Linked DNA regions of Mus musculus: region 1 is linked to region 2. A link is a contact called in public Hi-C data. All regions are on one chromosome and are shown on one strand. The core of a region is the stretch at or near the end of the contact, and the rest is flanking DNA. Distances in the headings are between cores, read along the strand shown. Region 1 holds the start of Efcab1 (EF-hand calcium binding domain 1). Region 2 has its middle 21 kb from the start of Gm25547.

The links. A called contact is a pair of places that touch in the nucleus more often than the background predicts.
Region 1: a Hi-C map of muscle stem cells shows a contact between it and region 2, with 1.4 times the contacts expected there. The contact joins the promoter of Efcab1 here to the enhancer-like site in region 2. A contact is called at or near these places in 2 of 39 promoter capture datasets (liver and stem cell-derived epiblast-like cells), 2 of 484 Hi-C or Micro-C datasets (muscle stem cells and uterus), 1 of 115 datasets of contacts at active chromatin or transcription factors (embryonic stem cells) and 3 of 9 other capture datasets (adipose tissue, liver and pancreatic islet).

Annotation. Positions count from the first base shown.
Region 1 is chr16:14,902,353-14,909,278 of GRCm38.p6, forward strand. It overlaps Efcab1 (EF-hand calcium binding domain 1), which reads left to right and starts at 4,294. Exons shown (of 6, transcript NM_025769.3): 1 at 4,294-4,460. The coding sequence starts at 4,403. The region is part of intron 2 of Gm33696 (a long non-coding RNA gene); the gene reads right to left.
Region 2 is chr16:14,824,720-14,831,201 of GRCm38.p6, forward strand. No RefSeq gene overlaps it. Among named protein-coding and RNA genes, the nearest start is that of Gm25547, 21 kb to the left of the region's middle. Within about 2 kb of position 2,527, at least 21 of the 459 cell types and tissues checked have an H3K27ac peak or open chromatin away from gene starts, as enhancers often do. A contact at or near this core is called in muscle stem cells, where this site is marked.

The DNA of each region.
Region 1 (6,926 bases), core at 3,044-5,543, 79 kb after region 2:
TGTTTAGTCGCAGCAACAAGAAAGGCCGTGACACCTTGAGGGGCGTGTTTACGTTCTGGTAAGGGGCGGGCCGGGCAGAAAAATGAGACCAGGGAGCATGCTGCTTAACGTCATTGGTTCCATTCTATCAGAAAATAATTGCTGCAAAAGATGATTCCTTTCCCTCTGGCCTCAGTTTACATTCCATCGGTCACAACTGAGTTATAATTAAAGGCAGCCTGCACTGTGTGTGAAGCTATCTCACCAAGGGCAATTGGGATCCTTCAGAAACAGTAGAGAGAGGGATGGCTGTTCAGAGTATTGAAAACATCCCACGAGGGGCAAAGATCTCGGAAACTGAGTTCCAGCTTTCCAACTTGCCTCAATTGTCTCCTATCTAGAAACCGGTGGTGTGAAGACACTGTTGCCAGCTTCCTCTACCTCCCCTGCCAAGGCTGACTTCAGGGCAGCAGCTCAAGTGGGTAGAAGAGGCTCCACTGGGAATGGAGAGAGGGCTCAGTGATTTGTAGAACTTGCTGTTCCCAAACAGTCTCAGATTAGGGTCTTGCATGGGACACTTGGATGGACTGTTGTGGGTATGGAGTTTATTAGAAGTGTTTTTAATGTCCTGGATAGACAAACAGAAAACACCATGACAGACACCTAGGAAGCAGGACACACACAGAAGAACAGGGGGTTCTTATAGCTTTCTGAGGAGAGGAGGGGCTTCACAGCAGGAGCCAGTAATCAGGATCTCTGATTCCCAGGCAGAAGACAGGAAAGGGGTGGGGAGCAAGGCATGGAGCCAGCAATGCCACCCAATGATATAAACCCACTTCCCCAGGTTCGAGGCCCTGGAAATTCATGTCTGTTAGAGACTCAGGGGCCATATCTCAGTCAGAACGTGTCAGTATGAGGTGAAGACCTCTGTAGGTGAAGAGGTGAAGAGGTGAAGAGGTGAAGACCTCTGTAGGTACTGTGGTCTCAGTCACAGTCTGCTCAGGATTTTAATACTGCATTATTTCAAGGAGAGCCTTCCTATTCATTAATGAACTCTGTTTCAACCACTACAAGTGCTCTGGGCCACTTCCTTGTTCCAGGGCACAAGAATCTGGGAATCTCAACAGGTGCCCTCTGGACTCGGATCTCTGGCTGTCACATGAGCAACACAGAGAAGGGTGGAATTTCATCCACAGGGGGACATCTGGCTTGGGTTTTACCAGGCTGTGCAAACATGAAGTATGCCTGAGCACCTTCAGACAACACCTATCAACCCTACCGACAGTCACATGACCCCATGCACAATGGAAGAACTTTTGAGGAGATGACAGCATAGAATGAGAGGCTTGGCCAGAGTGTAGGGACCATGCTGTCTCTCAGAGAGAAGAGCCAGTAATCCCCGTGCTGCATACTCATGAACATAGGCCAAGACCACAGTGAACATGCCACACCTTCGTCTTCTATGAATTTATCAGGGTTGGACAGATAATGTTCTCTACATAGCAAAACAGAACATTGGCCATATTGTGTCATCTTCTGTACTAAAAGCATACACTTAAGAATAAAAAAAAAACAGTATGACAGTGAAGAACTGGATTCACAGTTGAGCTGGTGCACACTTTCAGTTCATAGTGAGAAACTGGAGTCATAGCGGAGCTGTGGTTGCTCTGTGGTCATGAATCTAGCAACACAATGAGATTCTCACCCAATCATGAACTTGGCGCTACTGACAGAGCACTCACAATTTTCTGTGTCATTTCCCCTTCCCAAATGAGAGCAGCTGTCATCTCAATATCAATTACAGAATTCTATTCCTGCTACTTTTTGGATAGAAGAACTCAGGACATCCAGGTTTAGTAGTACTCTTGCTTTCTAACAGAATGTTTGACTACTCAAACCTCTCCCTGTTCTCCCAAAAGAAACATGTCCTTTTCCAAACCTGTTCTGGTTTGAACCTGAAATGCCCCCTCTGGCTTGTGATTTGAACACTCAGTTCTCAACTGTTTTGAAGGCTGGAGAGTAGCAACCCAAAGTTCCCACTGCTGCATCAGCCACAAGGGCTCCACCATGTCAGATGAAACCCTCTGAACAGTCTCGACAAAGAAACAGGAAAAAGAAAGAATGCAGTCTGAGCAAACCATGAGGAATTAGCCAGTAAGCAATACCCATCCATGACTTCTGCACAAGCTCCTGCCTCCAGGTTCCTGCCCTGCTTGAGTTCCTGTCCTGACTTTCTTCAATGATAGACTACAAATGTACCCTTTCCTCCCCTTTCCCCAAAGAAATAGAAAGGACTGAGTGAATAACTGTGAGGTGACAAACACCGTAACTAAAATGTAACAATTAGTGGAAGGAATCCATTCAGAAGAAGCTCAATGGAATTGTCAGCAACAGCTGTGGACGTTCTGGATATAATCAGGCAACAAATGATCCCTGACTTAAATCTCCTACCTCTGCAATAGCCAACTCAAAATTCATCATGAATTTAATTTATGGACTTAAAATGCAAAACCATATAGATTTAAAAAAAAATCCAATCTTGCCCAAGATGTGAGTGAATATTTGAGCAGACAGAATACATGGAAGATGCCATAACGGTGAAGACAGCCCTACTTGATCAGCTAAGGATGCAAGTTAAAACTCATGATGTCAACACATACCCATTAGAATGGTTGTGTTTGCTTTAAAAGCTGAACAAACAAAAACAGTGAGGGCACCAAGTACAGACAGCGATGAGGAGACACTAGGCTGTGGCCTCACAATGTTCAGACTCTCTGGAAAGCAATCTCACAATTTCTAAATTGCAATCATACAGCTGCCATATGTACTAGCAATCCTAGGTGCTCATTCCAGAGAACTTAACTCTCATTCATATGAGAAATGGTCTATAGTATCTTCCCTGTTAAGAGCTTAAAACTGAAGGCTGAAGGTCTTCAGTGCATGGGTGTATAAACAGAATATGGCACATATAAATCATGGAATACTATTCAGCAATAAAAAGGCAAAATTTCCTGGATGGATTTGCAGAAAATTATACTGATGGAAAGGACTCTCAGTAGGTTATATTCTGTGTGGCTGATGTCTTATTACCATTTCAAAATTATAAAATTAGACAATTATAAATTTGAGTGATTTCAAGAGACTAGGGAAGGGTTTTCAATAGAAGAACTAGGTGTGGCTGCAAACTGACCACTTGAAGGATTCCGCATCATGGAAAAATTCTCCAATTTGTCTCCATGGCAACTTCTGGGCTGTTATGTCAGTCTATGTAGTTTGGAAAGTTGTTACTGTTAGCATTTTATCTAGGCTCCGCCCCATAGTTACCTGGCAACAGCCAGGTGTGCCTGACTCACTATAAAAGGGGCTGCTTGCCCCCTCCTTTCTCTCTCTTGCCTTCTTGCTTCTGCTCTGTCCTCTTGTCCCTTACCCTCTTTCTCCCCATTCCCTTCCCCCTCTCTCTCCATGTGCTCATGGCCAATCTCTACTCCTCTCTTTCTCCTCTTCCTCCTCCTCCTCCTCCCCTCCTCCTCTTCCTTCTCCTCCTCCTTCCTCTCTTCTCTCTCTCTCTCTCTCTCTCTCTCTCTCTCTCTCTCTCTCTCTCTGCCTTTCTCTGCCTCTACAACCCTCGCAACTCCCCTCCTTATGCCCTAAATAAACTCTATTTTATACAAAACAACAAAAAGAGTATGTATCTTTAATTAACGAACTTAAAATATGACATTGGCCTTTTGCAAATTTGACTGAAAACTCCCACTCCAAAGAAGGAGGGGGGAGAGACAGAGAGAGAGACAGAGAGAGACAGAGACACAGAGAGATCTACTTTCTGAGTAACACAGTTCAAACCGTAATTGTTCAGATTCCCTTCTGATAATTGCTTTAATTACACACCTATTTCCCTCCAGCATCCCCACAGATCTTGAAAACCTGAATCGCTCTTGTGCTCATCATACAAAACATCTATCCAGCTTGCACACCTTACTCTTCTGATTATGATGTAGTCTTGAGGGGCTGTGAACAGAAATGATGGTGTGACAAGTGAAAATAGAAATTTCCAACATGGCAAACAATACAGTCTGCAAAGTGTCAGGCTGAAACGCTGCAACTGGGACTAAATGCAGGCACAGTGTCTGTGCTGGGCAGTCAGGACTGGCAGGCTTTACTGAGCTGACCAAGAGGCCCCCTGACAGGAGCCAATCAGTGTCCCACCCAGCCGTTGCCATGGCTGCTCTATGTACAGAGGCCGCTTTCACCTGAGGCGTTGCCATGGCCACACTGTCTGTTAGGGCCGCAAATGCGCAAATGCGCAAATGCGCAGAGCCAAGCTGGCTGCACCAAGCTCCCTCAGCCTGGGGCTCCGGAGCCGGAGCGTCCTGGCACTCTGCTCCAGATGACACTCTAAGATCTAATATTATTAACACCCATCATGAACAGAAAGAAGCTGCAGAAGTTGACGGACACCTTAACTAAAAATTGCAAGCACTGTAAGTAAGAACTGAATGCAAGAGTTCCTATGACTTCTGGGCCAGATCTCTTTCTACCCAGTCTCTACTTCCTGCTTCCACCAGTAATGGCCCCTCCACGCTCCTCCTCAAGAGGATCGGAAAGAGAATCCCTTTGTGGAGTTCCAACTCCTTGGGAGGCATCCATCCTACCCTTTTATAACTGGGACAAGTTCCAAGCTGCCCGAGCTCCCTCATAGACATTCACTAAATTCAAAGATCTCTTTATTTGCTTTTAAGTTAGAGAAGCAATATGGTGTGTATCTGGGAGGCATGTGGCTTCAGCTTTAGACAGGTTGAAAAGGATGCCCCAGAAAAACACCAGAATCAAGAAAGCAGCAGAGCCTTTACTTACTTTCTGGCTCTTTCTAGAGAGGAAAAAACAAAAACAACAAAAGAAAACAAAACGCTCTGAGGTCTAAGCTCTGGAAGTGTGATAAGAGATCCATAAAGAAAACAGTCGTGCATGCATCCTGAACACTTTTAAGAAAGAGACTTGCGGTGGTACAGACACTGTCTTCCGTAGAGGCATTTCATTGAAAAGTATATTGCTCAGCAAATCTAAGACGGTAAAGAATCTGTTCCCAGTTTTAGATGCTCAATTTCCAATTCCCAATCAGGTCCATAGGTAAAGGAGATCTTGCAGGTGACCACACATGAGAGCATTGTACTCAGACAGAAAAACAGCTGTTCTTGAGCTGAGAAGCAGTGTGTGGATCATTGAGATGAGGGCAGTATTGTTTGATGTGTGAATTTAGAAGCTATGTGATGGTCGAAGAGATACTGGTCACAATGAAAATGGAGAGGTCACATCTTCAAACCAGCTCCATTGTGTGAAGGTGTGGATGTGAACTTCTAATGTAGCTCTGGAGGTTTCTGGCCTAGCACCTTTATATCATTTGTATCTGATACAATGTGTGAGAATTGATGTCACGGGGGTAGTGCCCCAACTGAAAACTATGATATACTATTATACTGTGAGCATCTTAAAATTCTCAGAAAATGGCAGTCATTTAAGGTGTTTATAAATTTGATAAGAAATTGTGTTCTTTTGTGGTTTTCCTGAAATGCTTCCATTTCTGGGAGAATATATGCTATTTTGAAAATGAGTAAAAACATTTCCAATGAATACTCACAACATTAATAACTGGCACACACAATGTTTATTTGATTAAGTCTGCTTCATAAGTACACAATTCTTCACTAACAGTGACAACAACTCAAAAATAATGAAGTAAGGGTGTTTTCCCTATTTCCAAGAGCCATACACCGTCTAATACAAAATTCAATGCCAGGCTTGAGAAACCTCCAGTTGAGTTATTGACTAGGGGAATACAAGAGATTCCCAAGACAATATGGGCCTCAGCTGTTCCCTTTGTCTTCCAGAGCTTGAAAGTGAGATCCTATTGCTGAAGATGTCATACACTCAAGAGACAGAATTCCTAGAAATTGAGCTGGAGCTGGCCTGGAAACCTCCCTGAGGCCTAGCTCTTATATCTTAAAGTGTTGTGCAAGCGGCCAAGGGAGAGGAGCAACCAATCAGTGGACCTAGCCAGAGAAAGGCCCATGAGCCAGGAAAATGACTGGACAGGCACACGATCCACAGTGGTGGCACTTTTATCTTTCAAGTAACCACCAGCTGTTTAATTGGACATAGTAGGAGAGGCCTCATGTCTGGTACTATAAACCTAGCCAACTAACCATGGCTGGAAGGATCATGAACCTTAGACTAGAACCTACAATTGCCATTTTCCTAAACCAGTATAATTTCTAACTATATTCTAAATAATTACTCTTGTAGCCACAAATAAGTAGTTCTCACTCTGCATCAAGTAAGTCTCTTTTTTCAACAGTTAGTGACTATTTCAAAGATCTACAATGTGTCATGATACAAAGAATAAGGGACCATGAGGTACCTAAGCCCAATTGATAGATGTACAACACATCTATCAATCTCTGAGTCTTATTTCTAAGACTCAGAAAAAAATCAAAGAAGAGGGAGAAGAAAGATTTTAAGAGTCAGGAAACCAGGATGCTACTAGATAGCATTCCTAGACATGACCAGGAAAATGCCCTCTACTTAGTCTGGCTAAGGGTTTATCTATCTTGTTGACTTTCTCAAAGAATCAGCTTCTAGTTTTGTTGATTCTTTGCATAGTTCTTTTTATTTCTACTTGGTTGATTTCAGCCCTGAGTTTGATTATTCACTGCCTTCTACTCCTCTGGGTGTATTTGCTTCTTTTTTGTTCTACAGCTTTCATTTGTGCTTTCAAGCTGCTAGTGTTTGCTCTCTCCAGTTTCTTTTTGGAGGCACTCAGAGCTATGAGTTTTCTTCTTAGCACTGCTTTCATTGTGTCCCATATGTTTGGGTATGTTGTGGCTTCATTTTCATTAAAATCTAAAAAGTCTTCAATTTCTTTCTTTATTTCTTCCTTGACCGAGTTACCA
Region 2 (6,482 bases), core at 1,277-3,776:
TGTCTCTTGTGAGACTATGCCAGGCCTAGCAAACACAGAAGTGGATGCTCACAGTCAGCTATTGGATGGATCACAGGGACCCCAATGGAGGAGCTAGAGAAAGTACCCAAGGAGCTTAAGGGATCTGCAACCCTATAGGTGGAACAACAATTTGAACTAACCAGTACCCCCTGGAGCTCGTGTCTCTAGCTGCATATGTATCAGAAGATGGCCTAGCCGGCTATCAGTGAAAAGAGAGGCCCATTGGTCGTGCAAACTTTATATGCCTCAGTACAGGGGAACGCCAGGGCCAAGAAGTGGGAGTGGGTGGGAAGGGGAGTGGGATGGGGAGGGAGTGGGGGACTTTTGGGATAGCATTGGAAATGTAAATGAGGAAAATACCTAATAAAAAAATTTTAAAAAAAGTGAATACATACAATATTTGTTTTTTTGGGTCTGGTTACTGATTTTTTCTAGTTCTGTTGGGCAGTGGGTGCCGTGGAAGAAAACCCAGAGTTCTGGTGCTCTGGTGGGCGGATGTGGAAGATTGCTGCATGCTTTCCACATGGCCCCGGGTGAGTGTCTGGCTATGGGAAGCCACTGGACCCCAGCTCAGCAGGTGGTGGACAAGGGGCAGTCTAAGGTACTAGGTTCTTAATCTCCAGCATCCCAGACACCGCTGGACACCTAGGAAGACCTAAGAACAAATGGGGGCCTCAGGGGCTGCTCGGTCATCCCCAGGGCAGAAGGGAGGAGAGAGCAGGGGGAGAGGCGAGTGCTGGGTGGTTCCCACACAGGCGAGAGTCCTTGGTCAGGTCCATGGCTGGAGCACAGGAAGGCCTTCCAGCAGGAGGTTAGATCCAGCTCATTAGGGGAAAGCCTATACCATCATACAAGCACGGTACAATGAGCAGAGATAGTCTATGGTTTTAGAGCTTTATTGTAGAAAGGCAGAGGGAAAGAGAGAAGGTAGAAAGGGGAGAGAGGCCGGCCATGGCCATGTGGAGGGGGGCGAAGGGGGAGAGAGAAGGAGAGCTAGAGAGTAAGAAAGGTGAGAGTTTAAAAAGAGATCGAGGGGCCAAGAGCCTCCTTTTATAGTGTGCTGGGCTATCTTGCTGTTGCCAGGTAACTATGAGGAGGAGCATACCTGGCTATAGTCAGGTAACTGTGGGGGTGGAGTCTAGCCAGAATGCCAGGAGTTTGGGACATTGTCTGCATGATTGACAGTCATACACCTCTCCTGCAGGGGCTGTGGGGGGGCAGTAACTTCCACAGGAGCCAGGGGTCCAGGAGACATGATTGAACACCTTCTGTCCCATGTAGGTGGAAATCACCACCCATTGGGTTCCCTGGGGTTCTAGATCTTTGCTTGACTAGAGACCAGGCTGTCTGTGTGCAACCCACTGCCCCACATAGGTCTATCCATTTACCCACACATTGCATGATGTCATTTAAAAAAAAATCTGAGTAATACTCCATTTTGTAAGTACACAATATTTTAAAATCCATTCTTCAGTTGAGGGACCTGTAGGGTTTTTGCAGTTTATGGATGCTGTGAGCATAGTTGGACTATACAAATACAGTTGCTATGAACATAGGTAAGCAAGTGCCCTTATGGTAAGATGGAGCATCCTTTGGGTATATGCCCAAGAGTAGCATAGCTGGGTCTTGAGGTAGGTCAATTCCCAATATTCTGATAACCTGCTATATTGCTTTCCAAAGTGACTATACACGTTTGCACTTCCATCAGCAATGGAGAAGTCTCTTGATTTCTTTATATATTTGCATGTTAGCCCTCTGTCAGATGTAAAGTTGATCAAATCCTTTCTCATTCTGTAGGTTGCTGTTCTGTCCTATTGACAGTGTCCTTTGCCCCAAAGAAGCTTTCAATTTGATGAGGTCACATTTATTAATTGTTAATTTTAGTGGCTGCACTGTTGGTCTCCTGTGCAAGTGCATTCAGAACTATTCCCCACTTTCTCTTCTATCAGATTTAGTGTTTCTGGTTTTATGTTGAGATCTTTGATCACATAGATTTGAGTTTTATGCACCATGATAGATATGGATTTATTTTCATTCTTCTACATACCAACATCCAGTTACACCAGCACCATTAGTTTTCTTTTTATCAAAATTCAGGTGTCCATAGGTGTGTCGATTTTTTTGGGTCTTCAATTAGATTCTGTTGACCAACCTGTTTTTGTGCCAATATCATGACTTTTTTTTTTATTATTACTATTGCTCTGTAGTACAACTTGAGATTAAGGATAGAAACTCTTTTCATCTTCCAATAGCTTCTTCAATTTTCTCCTTCAAAGATTTGAAGTTTTTATCATATAGGTCTTTCACTTGCTTGGTTAGAGTGACTCCATGGTAATTTATGTAATTTCTGGCTACTGTGAAGGGTATTGAAGTGAAATTTTCTAGTTGTGTCATGTGATGCAGTCTCACGTGACGTTTTACTAAAGCAGTCTTATGTGATATTTTGCTAAGGCAAGCCATGTGAAAGGACACATGATGTTTTGAAAGAGTATGACTCAATGGACAGGCATTCCAGCTGGTCCTGGTCACTCAGGCTGACTTATGCAGATTCTGTGAAAGCCTGACTGTTTCTGCTGGGTGGTGCCAACACTGCTGATTCTTGTTTGGTAAACTGGACTGTCGGTATCTTGACACTACTGAACTGGACTGCTGGTATCCTGACAATGGAGATTAAAATCACCCCAAAGAACTACTTCTAAACAGGTCCATATTTTCTTGTCCAATTTACCATCTTTTTGCCCCTACCTTTTGATAGTGGACTAGAAGGGGGTCAAAGCTTTTGAGAACTCTTGTTAAAGTATGTTTTGAAAAATCTAAGCATAAGGGTGTTGTTTCTCTGATTTCTTTCCCAGCCCCTTTATCATTTGTACATAAGAGGGCTACTCAAGGCATCTATCTGACTGGTCCTGGTCACTCCCACTGACTCATGCAGATTCAGAGGAATATTGATATCAAGACCTTTTGAAAGTCTTGTAGAATTCTGCACTAAAACTGACGGGCCCTAGGCTTAGTTGGGTTGGGAGAATTTTAATGATATCATCTGTTTCCTTGGGGGGTTACATCTATTTTTGTTTATCTGACTTTGATTTAAGAGGAATCTTTTGAGAACATTGTCCATTTCCTTTAGATTTTCCAGTTTTGTGGGATACAGGATTTTAAGTACAATCTAATGAGTCTTTGAATTTCCTCAGTGTCTATTGCTATGTTCCGTTTTTCATTTTTGATTTTGTTATTTTGGATATTCTTTCTCTGTCTTTTAGTTAGTTTGGATGAGAGTTTTTCTATCTTCTTGATTTTCTCAAAGAACCAACTCTTTGTTTTATTGATCCTTTTTATTCTCTTCATTTCTATTTTATTAATTTCAGTCCTCAATTTATTTTCTGCTCTCTATACCTTTTAGGTGTGTTTGCTATTTTTATTTTGTTGTTGTTGTAGAGCTTTCATCTGTGCTTTTTTTTTTTTTTTTTTTTTTCTGTTTGTTTGGTTGGTTTGGTTTGGTTTTTGGACTTTTTTCAAGACAGGGTTTCTCTGTGTAGCCCTGGCTGTCCTGGAACTCACTCTGTAGACCAGGCTGGCCTCGAACTCAGAAATCCACCTGCCTCTGCCTCCGAAGTGCTGGGATTAAAGGCGTGTGCCACCACCGCCTGGCTTCAACTGTGCTCTTAAGTCTCCAATTTCTTTTTGAAGGTACTTAATGCTATGAACTTTCTTCCTAATCAAGCTTTCATTGTGTCTGCCTTTTTATGTTTCTTGGCATTTTTCTCTTGCTGCTTTTAATATTTTTTGTTCTGCTTATTTAGTATTTTAATTATTATGGGACATGAGGATTTTCTTTTCTGGTCCAATTAATTTGGTGTTTTGTAAGCTTCTTGTACCTTTACAGCTATCCCCCTTTTTTAGGTTAGGACATTTTCTTTTCTTTGATTTTGGTAAAAATATTTTCTGGGCCTTTGATCAGAATGTCTTCTCCTTCTATCCTTATTTTTCTTAGGTTTGTTTTTTTCATAGTGCCCCAGATCTATCAGGAAATTTTTTAGATTTAATATTTTCTTTGACTGAACTATCTAATTCTTCTATCTTATCTTCAATGCTTAAGATTCTCTGTTCTAGCTCTCATTACCTTTGGCTATGCTCGGATCTGTAGTTCCAGTTCACTTACGTAGATTTTCATTTCCAGGATTTACTTGATTTGTGGGTTGTTGTTTGTTGTTGTTGTTGCTTCCATTCCCATTTTTAGGTCTTGAACAGTTTTATTTGTTTTTCCTCCTTGTCTTTCTTGACATTTTAAAAGGGATTTATTGGTTTTTACCATATATTTTATTGTCTTTTCCTCAAATTTTAAAAGGTATTTATTAATGTACTCTTAAGAACCTCTCTCATCTACATAAACATCATTTTCTTGCACTTCATCTGTGTTGGGCAATTCAGGGCTTGCTGTAGTGGAATTTCTGGGCTCTGCTGGTGAAATATTGCCCTGGCTGTTGTTGATTGTGTTTTATCACTGCCATTTAGGCATTTTCATTTAGAATGATTATGGGTTTAGGTTGCTGATTTCTGGGTTTGTCTTTGTTGAATGGGCGTTTTCTTCCTCCATTTCTGTTTCCTCTCTGGTCTTCTGACTCAAGTGGCCTGTGGTTAAGTAAAGGTTTTGCACTCAAGTTGGGGTGGACTTTTAGACTTCTTTGATCCTGCAGCAGGTTGCTGCCCAAGTTAGGATTTGGAGCTCTAATTTGAGTAGAGGTCCTCTAAGGTTCAGGATGCTAGCCTGGCCTCTGGTTGAATAGGAGGCTTCTCCTGGAGGTGTGGGCCAGGATATGGTTACAAGGAAAAGAAGGCCATTTGGAGGTTTGCTTGGCACATACTTGTGGGTTGGGAAGTAGTCTTACCTAGGGTTCAGGAGCTTCCTCGGGAAGATTTAAATGACTAACCCTGCCACATAATTCCCAATGGTAGTCATTTAGATATTCACAGATCAATTTAAGAGCTAAATTAGAAAAAGTTCCTTTTCAAAGAGGAACAGTAGAAGCATCTTCTTAGATTGTTCTAAGAGAAAGTTTAAAATGTGGGCCTTTTTCAACAAAACTGAAATAATGCAGAGGAAAAATAGGCACATATGTGTACAAAGTGTGGGCATTTATACATGCAGACTTGAATTACCAAGTTAGCTTGTGAGAACATAATTTAATTAATAAAATAATTTTATTGAACCAATAAAAGCAAACATTATTCTTATCCTTAGAACTGTAAACTTTTCTTATATCTGTTTAATACTGTAAAGGAATAAAATATTAGCCTGAATTTTTCACATGCAATTGTATGGTAAAGCAAATCTTCTTCACTTCACTTAGCATGTACTTAGCCGATGCTACTTTGCTGAAGTTGGTTCGAAAAATTTCTGCCTTGTCTGTCTTCCTGATGACAGAAATCTGAGATTCCTGACCAGTTTGCAAGGAATGCAACACACACACACACACACACACACACACACACACACACACACACACACAGTGAGAGAGAGAGAGAGAGAGAGAGAGAGAGAGAGAGAGAGAGAGAGAGAGAGGGCATGGTGGTGGGGAGAGAGACAGAGAGACAGAGACAGATTTAAAACTGAGAAGAGAGCAATCAGAGATTATTTTTAGTTATTCTTCTGATCTTTGAGTGAGCAAATGAGGAAAAATAATCATTTTACTAAGAAATTATGAATGGAATTAATTTTGCCATTTCTTCGCTAAATGGTAAGTTATGGTAGAATTCTCTGAGCCACCTACATATATTATGGTAGAATTCCATAAACCATCTCCATATTTATGTCCTCAACATGGTAACTTTCATTGTAGTAGTTCTTGAAATGTTCTTTTTAAACATTTACTTATTTTAATAAATTTGTTATTAATTAAAATATTCTTTTAATTAATCATATGTATGAATGTATGTATGTGTGCAAATATGTGTGTGTGTGTGATTATATTAGGGGAGTTATACATTCATCATGTCTGTATGTTGGGAAGGTATTCATTGTGTGTACACTTATGGTGTTTATGTGTGTGTGTGTGTGTGTGTGTTTTATGGGGATGTGTGCATTAATGTGTATATGTATGTGAATGCCACCATGACCTTTAGAAGTTTAGGAAAACCTCTTCAAGTTTAGTCTTCGCATTCCACCTTGTTTGAGTTTTGTCTCTTTGTTTCCTGTCTTTAGTTTTTGTGTAAGCCAGGCTAGCTGCCTCTTGACAAGAACTTTAGAGAGCCATCTACCTCCCATCTTTCTATAGAAGCACTGTACTTAAACACACATACCCTCATGTCCCACTCATGTGATATAGGAATTTGAACTCAATTCCTCATATATCAGTGGCAAACACTTTATTCACTGAGCCACATCCCCAGATGTCAGTCTGGTTTTTGAGCAAGAAAGAATACAAAAGATGGCTTAACAGACATTTTCTGTTCTGGCAGAGAGT